Linked DNA regions of Mus musculus: regions 1, 2, 3, 4, 6 and 7 are each linked to region 5. A link is a contact called in public Hi-C, HiCAR-type, HiChIP or PLAC-seq and promoter capture Hi-C data. All regions are on one chromosome and are shown on one strand. The core of a region is the stretch at or near the end of the contact, and the rest is flanking DNA. Distances in the headings are between cores, read along the strand shown. Region 1 holds the start of Sumf1 (sulfatase modifying factor 1). Region 2 overlaps Itpr1 (inositol 1,4,5-trisphosphate receptor 1). Region 3 overlaps Itpr1 (inositol 1,4,5-trisphosphate receptor 1). Region 4 holds the start of Arl8b (ADP-ribosylation factor-like 8B). Region 5 holds the start of Crbn (cereblon). Region 6 overlaps Itpr1 (inositol 1,4,5-trisphosphate receptor 1). Region 7 holds the start of 0610040F04Rik (RIKEN cDNA 0610040F04 gene).

Region 1 (2,700 bases), core at 135-2,634, 1.4 Mb before region 5:
ATATTATTTATTTATTTTTATTTTATGTGCACTGGTGTTTTGCCTGCATGTATATCAATGTGAAGGTGTTAGGTCTTGGAATTACAGTTGTGAGCTGCCTGGTGGATGGTAGGAATTGAACTCTGGTCCTCTGGAAGAGCAGTCACTCCTCTTCCATGGCTAAAACCATCTCTCTTAGCAAGTGTTGTCTTTCCAGTAAGTTACCAGGTGATGCTCTTACTGTTGCTATGGTCCAGGTTTGGCTTTGGACCCGGGACAAGGGACTGAGGTGCATATTTTACAATCAAAGCAGACCTGGCCTCCAGGTTAATCCAGCATACTTAGGTTCCTACTGGGCATACCCTGTCCCCAAGTAGGCCCCTGGCTGCCTGCTCTTCCCTATATAATCCAGACATTTGTTCCTCTCTCTCTCTCTCTACCCCTCTCTCTCTCCCTCTCTCCCCTTCCTCTCCCCTTTCACCTCCTCCTCCTCCTCTTCCTCCTCTTGAAAGAACATAGGTGGGGGTTGGAGATAGGGAGGCGCCAGGCCAGTCCGGACATTCTTGTATGTCTTCCCTATCTTTATGGCTAGTTGGTTCCTGGGATGACTTTACAGCCTTTGTTCTTTGTCTTAGGCCCAAAAAGCCCTCCTAACTAGCAAGCCGCATGAGTCATGGACCTTGAATTTTAATTTTCTTTCACTTTCTCTCTCTGCCCTGTGTGCCCTTTCTCTCTTTCTCCCCACCCCCCACCTTGGTGATGTTTCTGGCCTTGGTCCTTGGGGGCCAGTGAACTCACTCAAGAGCAGCTTCCCAATAAACCTATCTTCAATATATTCTAATTTGGCATTTATTGGTCTATTTTACCAGTGGAGAAATAACCTATCAGTCCAAACTTTGCGAAGTGTTATTTTATACAATCTCATAGTCTAGATTTACCTAACTCTACTCACTGGTCTTTTTCACTATGCTCACTTTCCTAAGTCCAATTTCTGAATTGCTTATAGAGCTCAAAATTCAGGGTTTCTGGTTAGATACCTTGGAGTTAGATTTTGGTTTTGACATGTTTGATACGTGATTTGAGCAGACCACTTAATTGTCCTGTCAACACAATGTAGCAGCATCACGAGAACTAAGTACTTAAAAAAAAAAATGAGTGTTTATGTAGTAAGGTAGTGGTGCTCAGCAAATGCTGAATAAATTCAACTAGCTTTCAACCACGAAACTAGAGAGGGGCACATTGTCTGCGGAAGGCCTTGAATATCATAGAGCTTTGTTGTGGTTTGCATGCTTTTAACATTAGCAGGCAAACTCTGGCTAACTACCTGGAAGCAGTCTCAGGCTATTATTTATTACCTATGTCAGCCAAAGCCGCTGCTTTAAGCACCACAGGTCACGTGATCTCCATGGGTCACATGACTCCGGGAACAACATGGCTGCGCCCGCGCGAGAGCCGGCTCTCCGCTGCTGCATCAGACTGGCGCGAGTCTTCTTGCTGCTGGTGTTGGCGTGCGAGGTGGCGGGAAGCGATGAGGCCGAGGCCAGGGAAGGTGCGGCGTCCCTTGCGGGCTCGTGCGGCTGCGGAACGCCCCAGAGGGCCGGGGCCCATGGCAGCTCGGCGGCGGCGCAGCGCTACTCCCGGGAGGCGAACGCCCCGGGCCTGACCTCAGGCCCGCGACCGCTCGCGCTCACCAAGGTGCGCCTTCCATTCCTGGGGCGTGTGGGTGTCGTTGGCTACGGCATGAGGCCTCGCTGGGCCAGAAGAGGGGGGATTCGGAACTCCTGGAAAGGGTCGAACCACATCCCAAGTCTCTCAGCTACAGATCTCATTTGACAGATGTCCTCCCCCCTGCCCCCCCCCCCCCCACTGGGAGATGGGCAGGGGTTTGTGGCTGTGTTTATCACTAAAACTTAAGAGAGCTTAGCTTGAAGAGTGCTGTCCATTCTTTCTTACCTCTTCTTGCCCACTTCCCCCTTCCTCCACTCCGCCCTCCTGCTGCAGAGCTCCAGGAAAAGTCTGATGGATTCGGGTTTAAGTTCTAGTTTTAGTACCTGTGGAGCCTGAGTCTCCAACACTGCCTTAAACTCACTGTGCTCGCAGACTTGTATTTATTCTGTAGTGCTTAGCACTCCGACTGCAAAGAAGTATGGAGCCGAGTGTACTTTATTGCTTTTATTTATGTCTTTGTGTAGTGCATAGGTGTGTTAGATGTTAGTATGTACGGATGAAAACAGTGAATATAGAAATGGACCTTCATTCTACTTGCTAGCTTTAGGGAATTCACCCCAGGCCCTCTGAATAACACTTTTCTTTTGTACTCCTATCCAGTCTATCCTTGTTTCCCAGGTCTCTTTTCTTTCCTCTATGTTAATTGGCACTTAAGTTCAGGAGTTGGTGAGGGGTAACATCTCCTGTGGGTCTTCCCTCCCTTTCAATATTTCCATAGATTGACTCAGTGGTAGGTAGCAGTGCGACAACTAAAGATGCTTGTCTATAAATCCCCACAGCATTTTTTGGAGGGCAGTTGCCCAGTGGCCACTTGTCTATTTTGCTTACTGCAGTGCAGTGTTGTTTTTCTGTTACCTACTTGATGATGGAAAGAGTTTTAGATCTGATTTATTCTCTATGGATTTGCCCCCCTCCTCCCATCCCAGTGCCTAACCTATTTTAGACATTCTGTAATATCTCTTGAGTGATGTTTGTTTGTTTATTTATTTATTG
Region 2 (2,700 bases), core at 37-2,536, 1.4 Mb before region 5:
TCTGATTGACATATTTGGGAAGGACACAAAAATGGGCAAAGTAGTTGTGTTGGGGCCAGACTGCTTGGATTTCCATTCTGGTTCTATCATTGCTAGCTGTATGACCTTAAACCAAGCACTGTACCTCTTGTATATCAGCGTCTCCATCCATAGAAGAGCAACTTCCTTCTAGAATTGTTCTAAGACTAAATAAACAGATGTATATAAAGGAAACTATAAGATTCAATAAATTGATTTAACTAATTTAAGTAAAGACTGAACAAAGTATTCACAACCACCTATTTGTGTTTACAGAAGGCAGGTTATTAACACAGGAAAACGGGACAAAACTTTATTTTGCTTTAATCCATGACCCCAAAGAACAAAGGGAAGCTTTGGGTACAATCCAATCCCAATTCTGACACAGCATCATTCTCTGTCTCCAGCACCCTAGTTATCCCAGTCCGATTTTCTCACTTGGCAAACGAGGAAGAGACAAAGTTATCATAGGCTCAAGTGATTCACCGCATGTTCATCTTCATTGATGCCCTTAAGACAGGACTATAAAAACCCTTTGCCAAAAGAAAAGTCCTTAATCAAGCACTACATTCTGCTGTCAGAAGGACCATACAATGATATGACAATTGACCCAATTACTTCTGGCTGGGATTTCAAAATCCATTTGTTCTAGAATGGAAGAAGCCACATCACATCAGCGGGATTGAATTAGAGGACACGGTAATCATATTTATTTTGCTGGGAACATTTTCAGGATAAAACAGCTGAAAATTAATCCCATTAACAAGTAAATTAACTATTAGGGTAAGTGAATGTGAAACAGACACTTGAGTTCTATTTGCCAAGGGTGACTCAAATATTCAAAAATAAATGGACTCAGAGCAGGAGAGTACTTGTGTCCATTCATTATACGAGAGGCCACAGGCACACATCTCATATCGTCAAGAAAGTGGGCAGAAACACACGGGGAGCTACTGGAAGAAGTGTGTGGGACTCCTGCAATAATCAAGCTACAGGAACCAGCCCCACTGATTGTGTAACACCCTGGAAGCATTCTAGGTTGCCCAGGGAATTGATTTAAATTACAGCTTTGTTCCCTTTCAATGGAGTCTGTTGGTGCAAGATTGAGATAAGCCAGCAAATCTGAAATGAAGATTATAAAAACCTACTAATCTTTTCATTAAATTTGAATTGACTTTGTGAATAAAGAACACGTTGCAAGAGCCTCTCCTGCAAGGCAGCTTCACACATAGGCAATATCTTCAATATGCCCCACGGCATGATTCTGACGCGTACCTTCAACAGACTGATGGGTTTTTTTTTCCCTTACCTAACAAGACAGGCAAAGAGTAAGCTCTGCATTCCTGTCATGGATTAAAATCAGAAGAACAAACAAAATTTAAGTTAGGCCCTCCCCTTTGCATGTGGGTATTTAAAACTAAATAAGATATGGGTTCATTCCTTGGATGCCTTGCCAAAAAGAAGGGGGGGGGGGGGTAGGAGAGAATGTTGCTTAGCAACAATTAAAACAATGTGCAGCAAAGGAACAGGGTTTGAAAGAAAGCTAAGCCAGCAGGCTTGTTAGAGTCACCCTGAAAGACCTTTGTGACCCAAGATCCTGGCTGTGTCTCCTTCTGGCCTCAGGGTGAAAGTCTGTCTGTTTCCTTTTTATCTAGACAGAGACAACTTGTAATCCCAGGGAAAAGGAGATCTACTTCTAGGCAGCTCCAGGCTCCTGAATACCAATGCTTTCTTGTGAAATATGAACCTGCCCATTTCCAGTCCCGGCCGGCTGCAGTGTCTAGAGCTGGAATGGATATGGGGAGATATTTCACTAAACCTGCACTTAACGAATGGGGAAACAGACACATAAAGACACGGTGGTTTCTCCAAGATAATGAAGCCGTTTGCAGTAGCCAACCAGCCTCCAGCTCTGGCCTCACATGACATCCTTTTCTCAGTGTCCTACCTAGGCCTAAACCACAAGCAAGTCTATGATCCAGTAAGTAGGTTTTGACTATTTGTATCACTGACCCTGAAATAGGCCACTCCTGGTGGAGACACCTACCAACGTTGCCAGGAAGTTTCAAGGCTAATTACAAAGTGGATGGACCAAATATAAAACACTTCAGTCCTTCCCCCATTAAGACAGCTTATTAAATCTCCAAGACCCCTCAGAGAGGGACTGACATTCTGCAAGCACTCTAGAAAAGGAGAACAAAGGTCTGGCAAAAGGAAAAAGGCCAGAGGCTTAGCCCTCAAATCCATAGCTATGCACTGGGCCTCAGTCCAACTCACAGAGGAAAGTAACGCTTCTCCCATGCTCATTGCAAGAGCTAGACTCGCAGGCTGTCGTGTCTCGGAGCCCAGGCTGAGGAACCAGAGACTTTCAGCTCACACCCAACTTGAAATGCTCAGACACTGGTTACACTGCCTTGGGCTAGACCCTTAATGGCTCCACAAACATGTCCCAATCATGTGGACATTATGCATATTCCTGAGCTAGTGTTGGGAACAGCTGAAGATTCATTGTAACAAAGGGTCCAAGGCAGCCAGCCAGCCAGCCTGCCTGCCTGCCTGCCTGCCTGCCTGCCTGCCTGCCTGCCTGCCTGCCTCCCTCCCTCCCTCCCTCCCTTCCTTCTTTTTTCCTTCCTTCTTAGCTTTTCATTGAAATAAGTCTGAATAAAAGCTAGGTAGAATTCA
Region 3 (2,700 bases), core at 96-2,595, 1.5 Mb before region 5:
CAGTGTGCCCCCCCCCTGGCTTGGGTGGGTGGGTAATACATCCTGACAGCATGGAGCTCAGGGTAATTGTGGTATTGAACACGTGCAGTCTTCCCTTCTACATCTCTCTCCCTCTACCCTAGCAAGCTGCCAGATGTCACTCCTTTGCCAGACAGTGAACTGCTGGGGATTTGGGAAAAGAGGGAAGTCATTTTGGACAGGCAGAGCTGGAAGAGAGAAATGTAGGCATGCTTTAAAAAAAGAGGGGTGACCGGGGGTAGGGGGTGTGGGGGGTAGGCTTCACCAACAAGTTCTAGAAAACGAAAGTGACTTCAAAGCTTGCCCAATCCTCACCACCATGGAGAGGCAGGCCATGAAAGATGGGAGGGAAAAACCGGTCTCAGGGTAGCTAGGCAGCCGCCTCAAACCATTACCAAATTCAACTTCCCTTTTTAAAAATAAATAAAAGTTTTTTAGAGAAATGTTCCTGTCTGAGCCAGGAGCAAGGACTACTCCATTAACTCCACCCTCATCTTCAGCTCCACCTTTCATCCAGAAACATCTAACTTGCATTCAACACACTACAAACTTCCTTTTTAGGCTAAAGCACAAACTAACCATGGCCTGAAAGATAAACCACACCTTCTTGTCACTCTTGTGTTCAGTCTAATTATTTTTAAAGTGCTGCTGCTCGGCTTGCCCAGGTCGGGAGGCTAGATCCCACCAGGAAGAGGAGCAGGAAGGGGAGGGGCAGCCGCCTGAGTGGGAACCACTAAGATGACTGTTTCTTTATGACACCGGAAGCCGTACTTCAGAAGATAACTGAGGACATGGATCTGACTGAAATCAATGTCATCTATCCTGTGGTAGATAAAGCCCTCCAAGAAGCAGAGCCAGAGAGAATAACGAGGGGAAAGGCAATCTAGGCAGCAGGATCCTGGGAAATGAGAAGGACCAGCCCACTTGGGGCTCGGAAGAAAGGAAAAACAAACAAACAAACAACAGAAACCAAACAAACAAACAACAACAGAAACCAAACAAACAAAACACCGGAACACTCTGGAGTCCCTGGTTTCAAAAGGAAGTTTATTCTTAACTATACACCTATTGTTAAACATCTCATTAGCCTGAGGTCCAAACATCACCTGCCCTGGAACCAGTGAGAATCCATTAGGATCCCCATTAGAACCAGGAACCCCAAGCTTCCAGCAAGCTCTAGTTCTCCTCAGGAGATGGTGGAGGGCAATAGTGCTTGAAACAGTGAAAAGGCCCTTTCCAGGAATAACGAACTCCACAGCTGACCATATAAGGCAAATGAAAGCAAAAGGCCAGGGAGGCTCTTCCTCGGAGCAGCCGGATAAGGGACAGGGACACACACCCCAACTCGAGCCTGGACTGTCTGGATTGTGGACAGGAAGAGAAAATGCTAAGAGCTACAAAAGCGAAAACACGGAGGGAGCCAAAGGAGAAGCCGGGGTGCGCTGTTTCCAGCCGGGGAACAGGCTTGGCCTGGGAACCTTCAGACACTGTGCGCTGCTGTGCACAGACCCTGTGAAACTGTGCAAACGGGCAGAGTCTGGCACTAGAATTCAAAAGTAACTGCTTTTTTTCAAATCCCCAAGTACAGACTCATAGTCTACAGCTTCTATAGGACCTCGGTGTTACATATGAACCTACACAATCAATTTCCATCTTTCAAATAAAAACATTTACAAGGCTGATTTCATCTAAGTGTTTATTTCACTGTTTTTTTCTTTTTTCTTCCAAACTAAGTCCAAAGTTCATGTTTTAGGAACTCTCCTTATAGAAGAAACAACTCGGTTCTTTAAACTATATTTTCCTCCTCCCTTATGCCAAGAGTCCTTTATATGCTGAGAAAATTTACAATAAATAGCAGAGGGGATGATTGCTATTGTTATAATAAAGGTTGGCTGTGGGGGAGGAAAACAAAACTCTCTAATACAGGGTTCAAGCTTAGATTCTGCCACTGTCTCCTGTGGGTTTTTAGAAATGTCACCAAGCCAGAGTGTGGGCATATGACAAGAGAAGACAGAAGCACCCAGACAGATGGGAAGAGAGCACATTCCATAGATTTTTCCAGAAAAACCTAGCCCTGCTTTTCCTCTCCTTGAGCCATGTAGATTTCTAAAAGCAAAGCGGCTCACTGGAAACTGTAACAAACCATTAACAAACCATCAGTCGGGAAGAGAGGTTTGTAAAGGGTTAAGTGCTCAGAAAACAGTCTGTCACCTAGTTAACAGTGTCTGCCTTCCAGGACCAGAGTCCGGCCTATCCACTTCCTTTCTGTGCAATGCCCTCTCTCACTCATTCTCCGGCATTAGTTATGTTTCGGGAGTCTGGAAAGAATCTTGCCAACCTCAGCAGTGTAGGAAGATGCTCAAGGCTATCTGCATCTTGACCCTGACCGAAGGCAGAAGCAGCAAGATATACAGGCTGGTGGGAGAGGAGAAAGTGGCCATCTATCTCCTAAATAGACTCAAAACTGGGTCAGCTGGCTCACCCTGGACACACTGAGGGAGGTAGGAGGTGTCTCACTCTCAGCGGAAACCCAGCCCTCAGGCTGTAAACTACCCAGCTACTTCTCTGGCGCGTTCCAACGTTGCTACATCAGAAAGCTCATTACGGGGATGGAAGGGGTACTTGACAAAAGCAAAGAGGTGTCCAATCTCTAGGTTCGGAGATTGATATCTAAGGTTAGTT
Region 4 (2,700 bases), core at 41-2,540, 2.0 Mb before region 5:
CAGTGTGTAGCCAAACCAGTCGGGCAGCTCAGCTGTCTCCTGTGTGAGGATTGCAACAATCCTCTTGAAGGTCTAGGAACTGCCGCCACTTCTCATCAGAACAATTGTAAAGCTCAACCCTCTAAGTACAGCCCTAAAACTGTGCAATGACTCCTTGGCTCCAAAGACTGACATTCACGCCCATTCCTTTCCCAACCAATCAAAGACGCAAAACTCAACGACCACTCTCCCACCGAATTCACATTATATTTACTAGGCAACTTCCCTGAGCCTCCATAAGCTACGTCCCAATCCAAACAAATTCCTTCTGCAAGAGGGAAGAAAAAAAAAAATCTCTCTAAAGACCAAAGCCTGCAAACTTTATGTTGAATGCAGATCCATCTATCTACCCGTTTAACACAATCAGCTGTGGAGAAACCGAGACTCGCCTCGCCCTTGCTCCCTGTCTTAGAAAATACTGGGATCTGAATGGTCTCTCCAACAGCTTCCCCCAGTAAGCTAGGTCATCAGTTTGCTCTCCGACGCTCCATGGACAAGTGACAAAGACCAAGCGAACTGGAGGCGCCGAGGCTCCCCCTGGCATTCACAGAAGCGCCCACACGGGTTGCCTGCTTTCACAATGCGACTCCATCGTCCCAAGTGGAGACTTAGGAGAGGCGTCCCCTTCGCAGGCGTTCTGGAAAAGGCCAGGCTCACCCGTCCGGGTGAACAAGTGACAGGTTGGAATTAACCCTTCAGCCTCTACGGCCCGAAAGGCAGCAAGTGTGGCAGACTCGGATTAACCCTTTCCAGGCCGTGTTAAAGGCACAGCCCCCACCACCACCACCAAAACGCAACGTGGAATTGACCCTCCTGCTGCCGACCCTCCGGCTACAACTCCGAGGCCCACACACGCAGGATCGCCCGGCCCGGCCTTCGGGGAGGTGACAGGCGCGAGACGCCGGCCAGGCCGCCCGCAGAGGGCTGCTCACCGCGATGACATTGACGAAGGTGGTCTTGCCGGAGTACTGCAGCCCCACGAGCGTCAGTTCCATCTCCTCCTTCCAGAAGAGCGAACGGAACCAGTCCAGCAGGCGGGAGATGAGCGCCAGCATGGCGGCGGCCGGCTGCGAGCGTGGACGGGCGCGGACGACAGCGGACACTCTTTCCCACGAGCGGGTATCGGCCCCGAACCCGCCAACGGCTCTTCGGCGGGGCCCCTGGCGCGACGCGGGCAGACAGAGGCTGGCGGCAGCGACGGCCGGAGCCAGGAAGCCCAGCGGGTCATATGACTCGCCCTACCCCCCCCACGCCTGGCCCAGCGCAGGCGCGGAAGCGCACGGAAAGAGCGGCGCGGTCCCGTAGACTCCCAGCGCCCTCCGGCGACATCGCCACCTGATGGTGAATCCCACGACACACCCTTCCCTCGCCTTGGTGCCAATTCACTTGTCACATGCCTTTCCTCTTTTCTTTTCTTTCTTTCTTTTTTTTTTTCCCCCCAAATTATGGGTCTCCCAGCAAACGCATGTCAACAATTTCAGTACTTGAGAGGTGGAGGCAGGAGGATCAAGAGTTCAATAAACACAGAAGGTGGGGTTACAGAAATGACTCGGTGGTTAAAAGTGCTTGAGGCTCTTTCAGAAGACCCAAGTTCAGGACCCAGCACCCACACCTGGCAGCCCTCATCAGCCTGTAACTTCAACTCTGGGGGATCCAGATCTAGGGCTTTCTGACCTTGTACATTCTGCAAACATATGCGCATACTCCCACAACGAAACACATAAATAATAATAATCTTTAAAAAAAAACAAAGAGTTGGTCCTCGTTCACTTTTTGATTGAATTTTCCTATAATTGTTCATTGGCAATGTACCCTGAAGGAAAAAGTTAATACTCGGAGGAATTGAACACGGAATAAAAAAAAAAAAAAATCAGAATCTGGGATGGGGATGTAACCCAGTGGTAGAATGCTTGCCTGGCCTGTATGGAGCACTCTGGGTCTAACTAGGGCTCAAGGGAGGATGGGGCAGAGGCAGTGATCCGAATGTAAAGTGAATAAATAAATGAATTAATTAATAGGGAAAATTTCTTTCCCAGCATGTGAAAGACACAGGGTTTGTTTCTAACACAGCAAAACATTAGTGACAGCAAAATCCCTGCCCTCCTGCGGGTTACAGTCCAGTGTGGAGAACAGAACATATACAGCAAACAAACGAGAAAATGCCACGTGGTACTTAACACTATAAAGAAGAGGAACAGAGAAGAAGCTGGAGCCGGCCTGCTTGTCTTTAAGTCAGGTGGTCCTGAGTGGAAAGGCTTGAGGGAAGTGAGAAGGAGAAGCAGGCTGACGTTTGGTAGAAGCACATTCCAGGAAAAGACCCTGAATGGGGAAGGACAGTGAAGTGGTTTGGACTTTGAAGGATGGTGTGCCTGGGGCGAGGGGGAAATGATGGAATTATATTTTAACTGAAAATATATTTTTAAAAAGGAACTCCAGCTGGCTGCCCCAACTTCCCCAGTTGATTTCTGCTTCATATTTGTAAATCTCTAACTTAATGGATGCTTTCTTTGTTAGCTCTCTCCATCAGCTACTCTAGTCATCTCTGCTGGATGTTGTGACCTTGCAGTTTGATGGAGTGGGGCTACCAGTCTACTACTTGCTATTTATCCTTTTACTTTCACTTGCTGTACACTTAAGAAGTTCATTTAAAACCAAAAGTGT
Region 5 (2,700 bases), core at 130-2,629:
ATCAATATTGTATATGCTATTAAAGGGAATACATCTGGGACATTTGCGTTCTGGTTTTAACATTGGGTAAACTGAGTCCTGGGGATATAAAAGTGACTTGGCCAAGGCCAGAGTGACTCAGGGACAGAAGGCTGAGTGATATGGAATTGATAGTGTTAGGCTGAACCCCTGCTCTTCCCCTGTACAAGCTGGGAAACCCAGTCTACTCTCCTTCCCTGATCCCCAACCGCGGAGTGAAAACTCCACCTCTGTCTTGGAGAAAACTCCGGGCTAACATGTCAGCATTTCCTGGAACCCACCCAAGAGTGGCTGCCAGGGGATCAGTTTTTAACCAGGTATGGGCAACAACCCCATCTCCTAACCAACAAGTAATCACTCCTCACCAAAACTCTATAAAGTCACGTTGCTTAAACCTGGGTGTTTGACTTCACTGACCTCCACCTGTGAGACCAGCGAACTCCCCTTAGAGCTGCCTCCTGATAACTATGCCTTTACCTACTTTTAATCTGGTCTAATCTGGCCTATGTGTTGGTCACCATAGGAAACGCCTATCGGATCCAGTTACCATTCCAACGTGTTTTTGGGTTGTGAATTTTTTTTTAATGCAGCATTTTTTTCTTGGGGTAAAAATGTCTTCAAACCTCAGATTCATTAGTTTACTTTTTTTTCCTTCCTCTTATTCTCTGCCTACTACCACTACTTCCTTCTTTAGATATCGTTTGTCATTCCATTATTTTCTTTTCTTCAGTGAAAACGTGTTAGAAATATATTGTATACACTCTTAAAATTGGAAAAAAAAAATCCATCCACAACTCCAGTGCTAGACAATTCTCTTTCTTTTAGCATGTTGTAATTGTTTTTTACCATACATTGATCCATTTTTCTCTTAGTGAAGCCATTATGACTAGGCTAGTTTATATACTGACAGTTTTATTTTCCAGGTGATTATCAGCCTTTTTTGTCCTTGCAAATCTTTGCTTCATACTGATACATGTTAATTTGGGGCTATATCCGAGGGCTACTGAAATCGTTTTAAAAATCTGCTATATTCCAACGGCCCCTGGAACAGTCCATACTTCCAGACAAAAGAGGATGCTGTATAAGGACGTGTTTGCTCCAAGTGGACACTAAAAACACAGACTTGGGTTTCCCACCTGTCAAAACGTCTTTGTGGCTGAGAAGGGAGCTGTGTAACTTGTGTGGGGTCAGTGGGTCATGGATAACTTTGGGTTTCTTGTCCTCCTTAAAGATGGTCCTCTTCATTTGGCTCCGCTGTGCCGCTCTCGGCTCGCCTCGTTGGAGCCGCCAGGGGGCGCTGTGGCCCGGGAGCGTGGCGGCGGCGTATCGCAGACCCTCCCCCTGCGTGCCGGCACCGCCCTTTCCCAGGCTCCTTTGCGGGTAAACAGACATGGCCGGCGAGGGAGATCAGCAGGACGCTGCGCACAACATGGGAAACCACCTGCCGCTTCTGCCTGGTAACCTCCGGGACGGGCGCCTGGCCGTGGGTGGAGACCGAGGACCGGGGCCGATCCCGCAGGGAGGACGGGGACAGCTACTCGGGCGCAGCGGCCGGTGGGAAGCCTCCCGTGTGAGCCTCGCCCTCCGCAGCTCTGCGCTTTCCTCCCGGCCTGTCTCCTGGGCTGTCGGGGATGTTGGGGCCACGGACTTTGGTTTCCCAGAGCAGGGACCCCCATTCCTTTCCATCTTTCTCCCAAGCCGGCCTCCCTGAAAATTTTGTGGGAGTAGGCGAAGTTGAGAACCGGGTGACATTAGCAGCCGTTACTTTTCCTGCTCATCTGCTTTCTCATAAGACTGACAGCTAACATGCAGTAGGCATTTGCACGTCGTGGGCCCCGCAGTGAATGCTTTGCGTGCATTTCTGCTTTTATTATTACACCTGTCATCTGTCCAGAGCCTTGCTTATGGAGGAGAAACTTATCGACGGGTTGTTAAATGTATACCATCCAGTGACGTGGAAGGTCACACAGTTGCAGATAGGGCTGCGCGGTGTACTGATCTGCCACCACAGCTGGTATCTCTTAGCTATCTCTCTGTGGAGGTAGTTATTTAGCGGTTTTTCTCAGGTCTGCAAATAATATGCCTACTTTTAGGGTACTCAGGAGAACGGTATTACCGATTTCTCCTGCTTACTTTATGCCTTTATGGTTTATGACAACTTATGTTGCAGTATTGAATGCTGAAAGTGGATGAACTAGTGGTACGGACTGTTCTTAGAATGCTGTAGAAACACAGACTATTGCCAGAGCCTTTTGGTTGTAGTTAAAAGCCATGCAGTCTGTTAACCTTGTTTGTAGGAAAAACATCAGTCGGCTACTTTTAGGAGGGTCACAGTTAGGATAAGGCTATTGAGAATAATTACAATCACAGGTGCAGTTCATTTAGAGCCATATAAGCAACTGCTGCTGGGTGTACTGGGTTTGTGTTTTTTGCTGGATTGGATACCAGGCACTCCCAAATCCTCTGAGCTATGTCTCCAACTCCTGCTGTGATTTTCATGGGTAGGGATTATTGTGGGATTTGAAAATCTTGTGATGGAGATTCACTTAGGGTTCATTTGTGGACTAGGTTAGTCCTACATTGTTGAAACCGTGCATCCTTAGTCATTTCAGTTAGGAACTTTTTTGTGTGGGGTGTGAAGAAATAATTTCAGGTTTCAGTTTGTTGCCTCAGAAGGTGTGC
Region 6 (2,700 bases), core at 152-2,651, 1.6 Mb before region 5:
TGAAGAGTAGGCTTTGATAAATAAATTTAGTTCCTCAGAAGTAGTAGTTGTTTGTTGTTATTATTATTATTATTATTTACTTTACTTGAATGGTGATGTTCCAGTGAACATTTTAAGTAATAACATTTTAAGATCTATATATTCTAGGTCTTATTTCTCCCTCATCATACATGCTGCTGACATCTCTAATCACAGCTGGTCGGTGGATGATGAACACGTCTAGTTATGAATCTGAAAACTGAGTACTGCCCCAGACTGCTTCATCATATTGCCCCTTTGATTAAAAGTTTCCCCAGAACTCTCAAAGATGTTCAGCAAAACATAATTTCGTAGAAACAAAGATCCAAATGAGTAACAAACATTTAAGAATAACTTAAACAGTAACTCAAGTTTCTGAGCCCTCAATGTCCTTGTTGGATGAGGCCAATAATCAAGGTATTATAACTGTGATGTCAACCAAGTAACGTGATATGTGCATAGAAGATGCCTGTGGGCTTGCTTCATATAAACAAGGCACCCTATTTCTTATGGAGGGATGCACATCTGTTATCACTCTTTGAACTTCTTAAAGAAAAGATACCTATATATGTCCTAGGTTACTCCTGGTGCTTTCGAGTCAGCAACCCTCCCGACCCCGTCTCTCTCTCTCTATCCAGCCCTTTTATATGAGTCTATTATAGGACCAGCACACAGTATGGCTGTGAATAGGCTTTGCTTTCTTCTGCCCTTAACCGGAATCCCTCTCTGGCCTCTGAGCATCCACCATTTTCTCTTCAATATAATGTCCACTTATGGACCATCTTGGCAGTAGTTGGACACAAGTCAAGACATGTATGATAGGCTCATATATCAGTACATCAAAAATAATTTATCATTTCTGGTTCCCTAAATCAGCACTCCGTTGCTTCTCAATCTACTTATAACCCTGGGAAAAGGAAACAAAACAAGAGTGAATGGGCTAGCAAGTCAGGGTCCATCTTTTATCAGACTTTGAAACCTCTTCATTGAGAGAAAAGAAATCTTTAAAAAAAAAAACCCAAACCAAAGATGGAAGGTTTTTTTTTTTTCTGAATTTAAATGGACAATTTTAAATATTCACATCTACAAATACAATTCTCATTTTAACTGCATTTGCTTTTAGAAATAAGGATAAGTTAAAAATTAAATGGCTCCACCCATGAACTTTGATGCATATCTTACAGAGAGGATTCATCAGAACTCAGTAGTGTGGTCCGTTAGTTAAAAAATGCAAACTGGCATGACGCAACTACACAACTTCAGTCATTCTGGAATAATCTCAGAAACAATAACAAAGAGAGTCCAAAGATTTGAAAAGGCCCTCAGCAGACTCCGCAGTGGCTTCTGTGTGCTGACAGCAGAGCTTGCTCTGTGGTTGCCAGTGTCTAACAGTAAACAGTCCTGCTGCACTTATTGGCAATTACTGCTGAAGGTCGCACATCAGCAGTGAGCTTAAATTCCAGGAAAAAAAGAAAGGGCTTATGTAACGGCTGCCTGAGGGTTGGCAGGTTCCCAACTCAGCAGTTTGCAGCAATGTAAGAAAGTAGGACGCCTCCACCGGGTCGGACGTCATGAGCGCGCCCCCTGAAGGTGAAAACTAGCAATTCCTAAGCGGCTGTCTGCACCCCTACCCCCACTCCCACCCTTCACATCCTGAATATTACAGACATTTTTGTCTGTGGCATCACTAGCTTGTAGGGGAGAGAAGTTTAGGTCACAATAAATAAAATCAGGCTACAGCTACTCTGGGTGACAAGGATATCTGTTGTGTTGTTTTGTTTTTTTTTTTCAATACAGGAAAGCAAAGTTGCAGTTGCCTGCTGTCACCAGGGTGACAGTAATTCAGTGAGGATGTCATATTAAGTGAAGAGGAATGGGCATGTCTGTTGAACTACAGCACACACTTTTAAAACACACAACTTAGTATCAAGGACAAAAATGAGGAAACCTAGATGGCCCACCCCATCATCCACTACTGCTGCCTAAACCCCAAGTATGTTCTTAAAAGGCATGGCACTTCCTAGTTTAGAAAAGTAGGTCCTGCCTTGAGGTTCCCCACTGCATTCTTGCCTGACCTCTGAAGTGACTACTTGCCCTTCTGACATATCGAGAAAGCCCCAGATAACATTTCCCCACAATTCCATGTATTTCTATCATGCTGCATGACAGGCTGGGGTAACTTTTCCATTAATTTGTATGGTCTCTAGCAGAGTCTCCAGCACGGCAGATACTATGTTTTTGGAGGCACATTGTATCAAACCCTTAACATAGTACCTGGAACCTAACAGATGCTTCCAGTGATAGAAATCAGGATCTTTAACATCAGCTGATGTCCATTTATGGCCAGTGAGGGAGCTTTCTGTATCTTGATCTTTATCTGCGGCTCCCTCTGTATAGTTACCCCTGGCAACTGTCAGAACCATAGGATACCAATACTCTGTGGCCCTGGCCCTTCTGATAACTGACTGGCCTTTGTCATCAGTCCAAGATTTTGGGGGGATGTATAGTCCCAAGCACACAAATGTAGCAATCCATGAAGCTTCACACACACAGTGCAGGTAGTTTTTCTATCCCCACCCCACCCTCACCCCCGCATCCACCCCTAGTTTGTTTCTCCTATCTCCAGTGAACAAGATCAAGTCGGGGTAAAGATAGAGACTGCCTCTCTTGCCAAGAAGCAAA
Region 7 (2,700 bases), core at 89-2,588, 1.9 Mb before region 5:
GAGTGAGCTGACAGATATATTTCTCCAGCAGCTGCCCTGACCTTAACTTAGGGGACTCCGGGGATAACATTTATCTGCTGTGGTGTCAACCCAGGGAGGGATGTCTACTGTGTCTGGCAACCAAGTGGCTTTCCCAATGTGTTGCGTTTCTTTCTTTCTTTCTTTCCCCCCTGACACTTGTTCAGAACTTCCAGTCATGCTGGCTTTTTGTCTTCCTTTCCAAATACTTTTCCCGAAGGAAAAGCTAAAAAGCTTTTGGCTACCAGTAAAGATTATGACGAAAAAAAAAAAAGGCACACATTAAATAAAGTAGGTCCTATTGTAAATGAAAAGCGGACAAGGCTTAAGTTTTTAATTTCGTGGTTTGCTTCTTTAAGTCAGGGAGACTACAAGGTGGTGAGAGAGAGAAAAAAAAACTACCAAAAGGAAGCTGTGTTAGTGTTGAAGCCAACTTAAAGAGGCCCCAGATGGTTCTGGTTCTGCCTCTGCTTAGGAAGTTCTGGGTCTGGGGATGGGTTCCCTCCAAACCAGAAGCTTTGATCCGCCCGTCTAGCATGCAGTTCCCCGTGACGCCTGCAGGCGGCGAGAGACACCCCCACCCCACCATCCGCCCTCTGGGCAGAAGAACTGGGTTGGAGCGCAGCCAGCTTCTCACTTACAGTAAGTTTGAGATGTTCGGGTAGGAGATCCTTCAGCTGGGCAATGCACTCGTTAATCCGGTCACGTCTCTTTTTCTCAATCAGCCGGTGCGGCAGTTTGTAAGTTTCCTGCATGGAATACATGGAAGCAATGGGTGCCCGGGGAAGGGAACGAAGCTTCCTCCCTTCCTTCCCAACCGGTAGCAGGGGGGAAAAATTCTGCGAGGGCGCAGAGACGCACCCAGATTCACCTTCTCTGCCCCTTCTTTCCCAAGTCACTCATTTGTGGCAATGAGCTCATCTCATCTTGAACCCCCCAGCCAACCTTGAAACAAGCAAACTTTTCTTGGAAACTCAGCGCACACGAGGGGCTAAGGAATGAGGTTCCCAGGGATGCACCTACCTTGCTGTCTTCGCTCCGTTTTATTCCCCGCCTGGACTTGTACACTTGGTACATGTGGGCAAAATCCATCCTGCAGGGAGAGAGGTCAGAAAAAGCCGTGACTCCCGAGTGCGTACTAGCTGCAGGAGCCCTAGACGTGAAAGAAGCCCCCTATACTCTCAGAGATGCCCCAAGTTGAGAGTGTCGCGGAACACAAGGTTAGGAGTGGAGACTTGAAGGGATCACAGCACACACTTACCCTGACAGGTCTCCGTGCTCCAGCCCTGGAGCTTTGGGCAGGCAGGTAGGAGGTGGTTGCGCGCTGGGGATCCGTTCCATGATGCGGCGAGCAGGGGCCACTGTGCGCTCCTGTCTGCACTTAGTAGAGTCTGAGAAAGGGCTGCCCTGGAAGGGAGGATCCGAGGGTCTCAAGAGGTATGTTCCTATGAGCTAGCCTGAGCTTCCTTGCAATGCGCTGGGATGCCAGGAGCAGCGGCTTTGAGGTGTCGCTTCAGTTGGGGGCGTGCATGGCCGGGTGTCCCCACGGCTTCTGGCTCCCGCTCTGCACACAGACTGGCGGTGTGTGCTCGCTGCGCTGTCTGCGCCGTGCGAGCCAAGTGAATGAGAAGTGGGGCGGGCGGAGAGGCGGGAGGGAAGGGGGGGTTGCTCAGGGCGGAGCGGGCGGGGCGGGGGGGGGGGAGTTGCTGGAGGGGACGAGCCGAGGAGTAAGGAGAGGCTGCGGGCTGGGTTAAATGGGAGCGAGTGGGTGGGTAGAAGCTACGTGTTCTACCCTGTGACTCCAAGCACGTCTGGCCGCTGCCGGGGAGGGAAGGAGCGACCTGCCCGCCCTCCCCCGGCTTCATCACATGAGCCTCACGTGTTGGACAACGCTCTGGCGGCTGCGAAGTGCCCCCCCCCCCTCCAAACCTCGGGCCCCCAGGTGTCTGCGGCTGCGGCCTCCTTTCCCCGAAAGAGGGGGTGGCAGCGCAGCCAGAGTCCTGCCCAGCTGGGTGGGGGGCACGGAAGCTGGAAGGAACCGGGGAGCTGGAGGGGGGGGGGGAAGAGTTGGTAACGTGGGCGAACCTGCCCCAGGGAAATGAAGTAAGTTCCCGTCTCCTGGGAGGGAACGGGGGAGGACGGATTCCGCCCGCGTCTGACTCAAGCCGGGAGAGGAATATCCCCTTGGTCGCTCCAGCCCAGCCTTCTTCCTCCTCCCCCGCCTGGCCCGCTCCTAGGAACCGGTGCGCAGCTGAGGGAGTCGTCGGCCCCCCTTAGCCTTCTCCAGAGGCTGGGGTTTCTTTCCGTCCTGGCTTCCCAGCCCCCCCCCCCCCCCCCCCCCCAGCGCTCAGCCTCAGTGTCCAGGAATTGCCCGCCTTGGGGAGGGACCGAGGGCGGGGCGGATGTCACCCCATGGGAAGCGGGCTGGTGGCCAGGAGCTAGGGCAGCCGAGGCCGCCGCCGAGCACGCCGCGCGCACCTGACCGTGGACCGTGTGAGCCGTGCCGACCCCCTCCCCCCACCCCCACCCCGGACTCTCCCGGGAGCTCAGGTCCCAGGCGCAGCCTGCGGGTGGCCTGGCACCCGACTGGCGCGCACCCATCTCCTCCCGCCTTTCAGGGTGCCTCACTGCCCCCACCCACCCTGGCTAGTCAAGCACAGAAAGATACCGGGCACAGTGCCC

Evidence for each region. Promoter capture Hi-C pulls out the DNA fragments that hold promoters and counts their contacts. Hi-C and Micro-C count contacts between places; a contact is called where the count stands out from the background. HiCAR-type assays count read pairs that join an accessible place to other places. HiChIP or PLAC-seq counts read pairs in DNA pulled down with a chosen protein or histone mark. Capture Hi-C pulls out chosen DNA fragments and counts their contacts.
Region 1: a promoter capture Hi-C map of adipose tissue shows a contact between it and region 5, with 3 times the contacts expected there. The contact joins the promoter of Sumf1 here to the promoter of Crbn in region 5. A contact is called at or near these places in 3 of 39 promoter capture datasets (cranial neural crest, embryonic stem cells and pre-B cells), 2 of 484 Hi-C or Micro-C datasets (CD4 T cells and olfactory sensory neurons), 3 of 115 datasets of contacts at active chromatin or transcription factors (large pre-B cells, regulatory T cell precursor and thymic regulatory T cells) and 2 of 9 other capture datasets (adipose tissue and liver).
Region 2: a promoter capture Hi-C map of hippocampal neurons shows a contact between it and region 5, with 6 times the contacts expected there. The contact joins the enhancer-like site here to the promoter of Crbn in region 5. A contact is called at or near these places in 1 of 39 promoter capture datasets (hippocampal neurons), 3 of 115 datasets of contacts at active chromatin or transcription factors (astrocytes, extraembryonic endoderm stem cells and large pre-B cells) and 1 of 9 other capture datasets (embryonic stem cells).
Region 3: a Hi-C map of muscle stem cells shows a contact between it and region 5, with 5 times the contacts expected there. The contact joins the enhancer-like site here to the promoter of Crbn in region 5. A contact is called at or near these places in 3 of 39 promoter capture datasets (3T3-L1-derived adipocytes, hippocampal neurons and liver) and 1 of 484 Hi-C or Micro-C datasets (muscle stem cells).
Region 4: an H3K27ac HiChIP or PLAC-seq map of thymic regulatory T cells shows a contact between it and region 5, with 13 times the contacts expected there. The contact joins the promoter of Arl8b here to the promoter of Crbn in region 5. A contact is called at or near these places in 2 of 39 promoter capture datasets (erythroid cells and pre-B cells), 2 of 484 Hi-C or Micro-C datasets (CD4 T cells and uterus), 4 of 115 datasets of contacts at active chromatin or transcription factors (astrocytes, regulatory T cells, stem cell-derived neural progenitor cells and 1 more) and 2 of 9 other capture datasets (adipose tissue and liver).
Region 6: a HiCAR-type map of astrocytes shows a contact between it and region 5, with 4 times the contacts expected there. The contact joins the enhancer-like site here to the promoter of Crbn in region 5. A contact is called at or near these places in 1 of 39 promoter capture datasets (pre-B cells), 3 of 484 Hi-C or Micro-C datasets (the HPC-7 cell line, the N1E-115 cell line and cerebellar granule neurons), 2 of 115 datasets of contacts at active chromatin or transcription factors (astrocytes and large pre-B cells) and 1 of 9 other capture datasets (embryonic stem cells).
Region 7: a contact with region 5 is called in a promoter capture Hi-C map of pre-B cells, with 6 times the contacts expected there. The contact joins the promoter of 0610040F04Rik here to the promoter of Crbn in region 5. A contact is called at or near these places in 7 of 39 promoter capture datasets (the 3T3-L1 cell line, 3T3-L1-derived adipocytes, the C10 cell line and 4 more), 3 of 484 Hi-C or Micro-C datasets (cerebellar granule neurons and regulatory T cells), 8 of 115 datasets of contacts at active chromatin or transcription factors (astrocytes, embryonic forebrain, embryonic midbrain and 5 more) and 1 of 9 other capture datasets (liver).

What each region holds. Positions count from the first base shown.
Region 1 is chr6:108,184,267-108,186,966 of GRCm38.p6, reverse strand. It overlaps Sumf1 (sulfatase modifying factor 1), which reads left to right and starts at 1,384. Exons shown (of 9, transcript NM_145937.3): 1 at 1,384-1,674. The coding sequence starts at 1,411.
Region 2 is chr6:108,248,392-108,251,091 of GRCm38.p6, reverse strand. All of the region lies in intron 4 of Itpr1 (inositol 1,4,5-trisphosphate receptor 1), which reads right to left. Among named protein-coding and RNA genes, the nearest start is that of Itpr1, 37 kb to the right of the region's middle. Within about 2 kb of position 1,286, at least 103 of the 459 cell types and tissues checked have an H3K27ac peak or open chromatin away from gene starts, as enhancers often do. A contact at or near this core is called in astrocytes, embryonic stem cells and hippocampal neurons, where this site is marked.
Region 3 is chr6:108,305,151-108,307,850 of GRCm38.p6, reverse strand. The region is part of intron 4 of Itpr1 (inositol 1,4,5-trisphosphate receptor 1); the gene reads right to left. Among named protein-coding and RNA genes, the nearest start is that of Itpr1, 93 kb to the right of the region's middle. Within about 2 kb of position 1,345, at least 214 of the 459 cell types and tissues checked have an H3K27ac peak or open chromatin away from gene starts, as enhancers often do. A contact at or near this core is called in liver and muscle stem cells, where this site is marked.
Region 4 is chr6:108,781,649-108,784,348 of GRCm38.p6, reverse strand. It overlaps Arl8b (ADP-ribosylation factor-like 8B), which reads right to left and starts at 1,290. Exons shown (of 7, transcript NM_026011.3): 1 at 972-1,290. The coding sequence starts at 1,094.
Region 5 is chr6:106,798,766-106,801,465 of GRCm38.p6, reverse strand. Crbn (cereblon) reads left to right here and starts at 1,379. Exons shown (of 11, transcript NM_175357.3): 1 at 1,379-1,475. The coding sequence starts at 1,409.
Region 6 is chr6:108,425,787-108,428,486 of GRCm38.p6, reverse strand. All of the region lies in intron 40 of Itpr1 (inositol 1,4,5-trisphosphate receptor 1), which reads right to left. Among named protein-coding and RNA genes, the nearest start is that of Gm35165, 45 kb to the left of the region's middle. Within about 2 kb of position 1,401, at least 154 of the 459 cell types and tissues checked have an H3K27ac peak or open chromatin away from gene starts, as enhancers often do. A contact at or near this core is called in the N1E-115 cell line, astrocytes and cerebellar granule neurons, where this site is marked.
Region 7 is chr6:108,659,572-108,662,271 of GRCm38.p6, reverse strand. 0610040F04Rik (RIKEN cDNA 0610040F04 gene) reads left to right here and starts at 1,338. Exons shown (of 7, transcript NR_104577.1): 1 at 1,338-1,455. It overlaps Bhlhe40 (basic helix-loop-helix family, member e40), which reads right to left and starts at 1,643. Exons shown (of 5, transcript NM_011498.4): 1 at 1,280-1,643; 2 at 1,042-1,111; 3 at 660-767. The coding sequence starts at 1,359.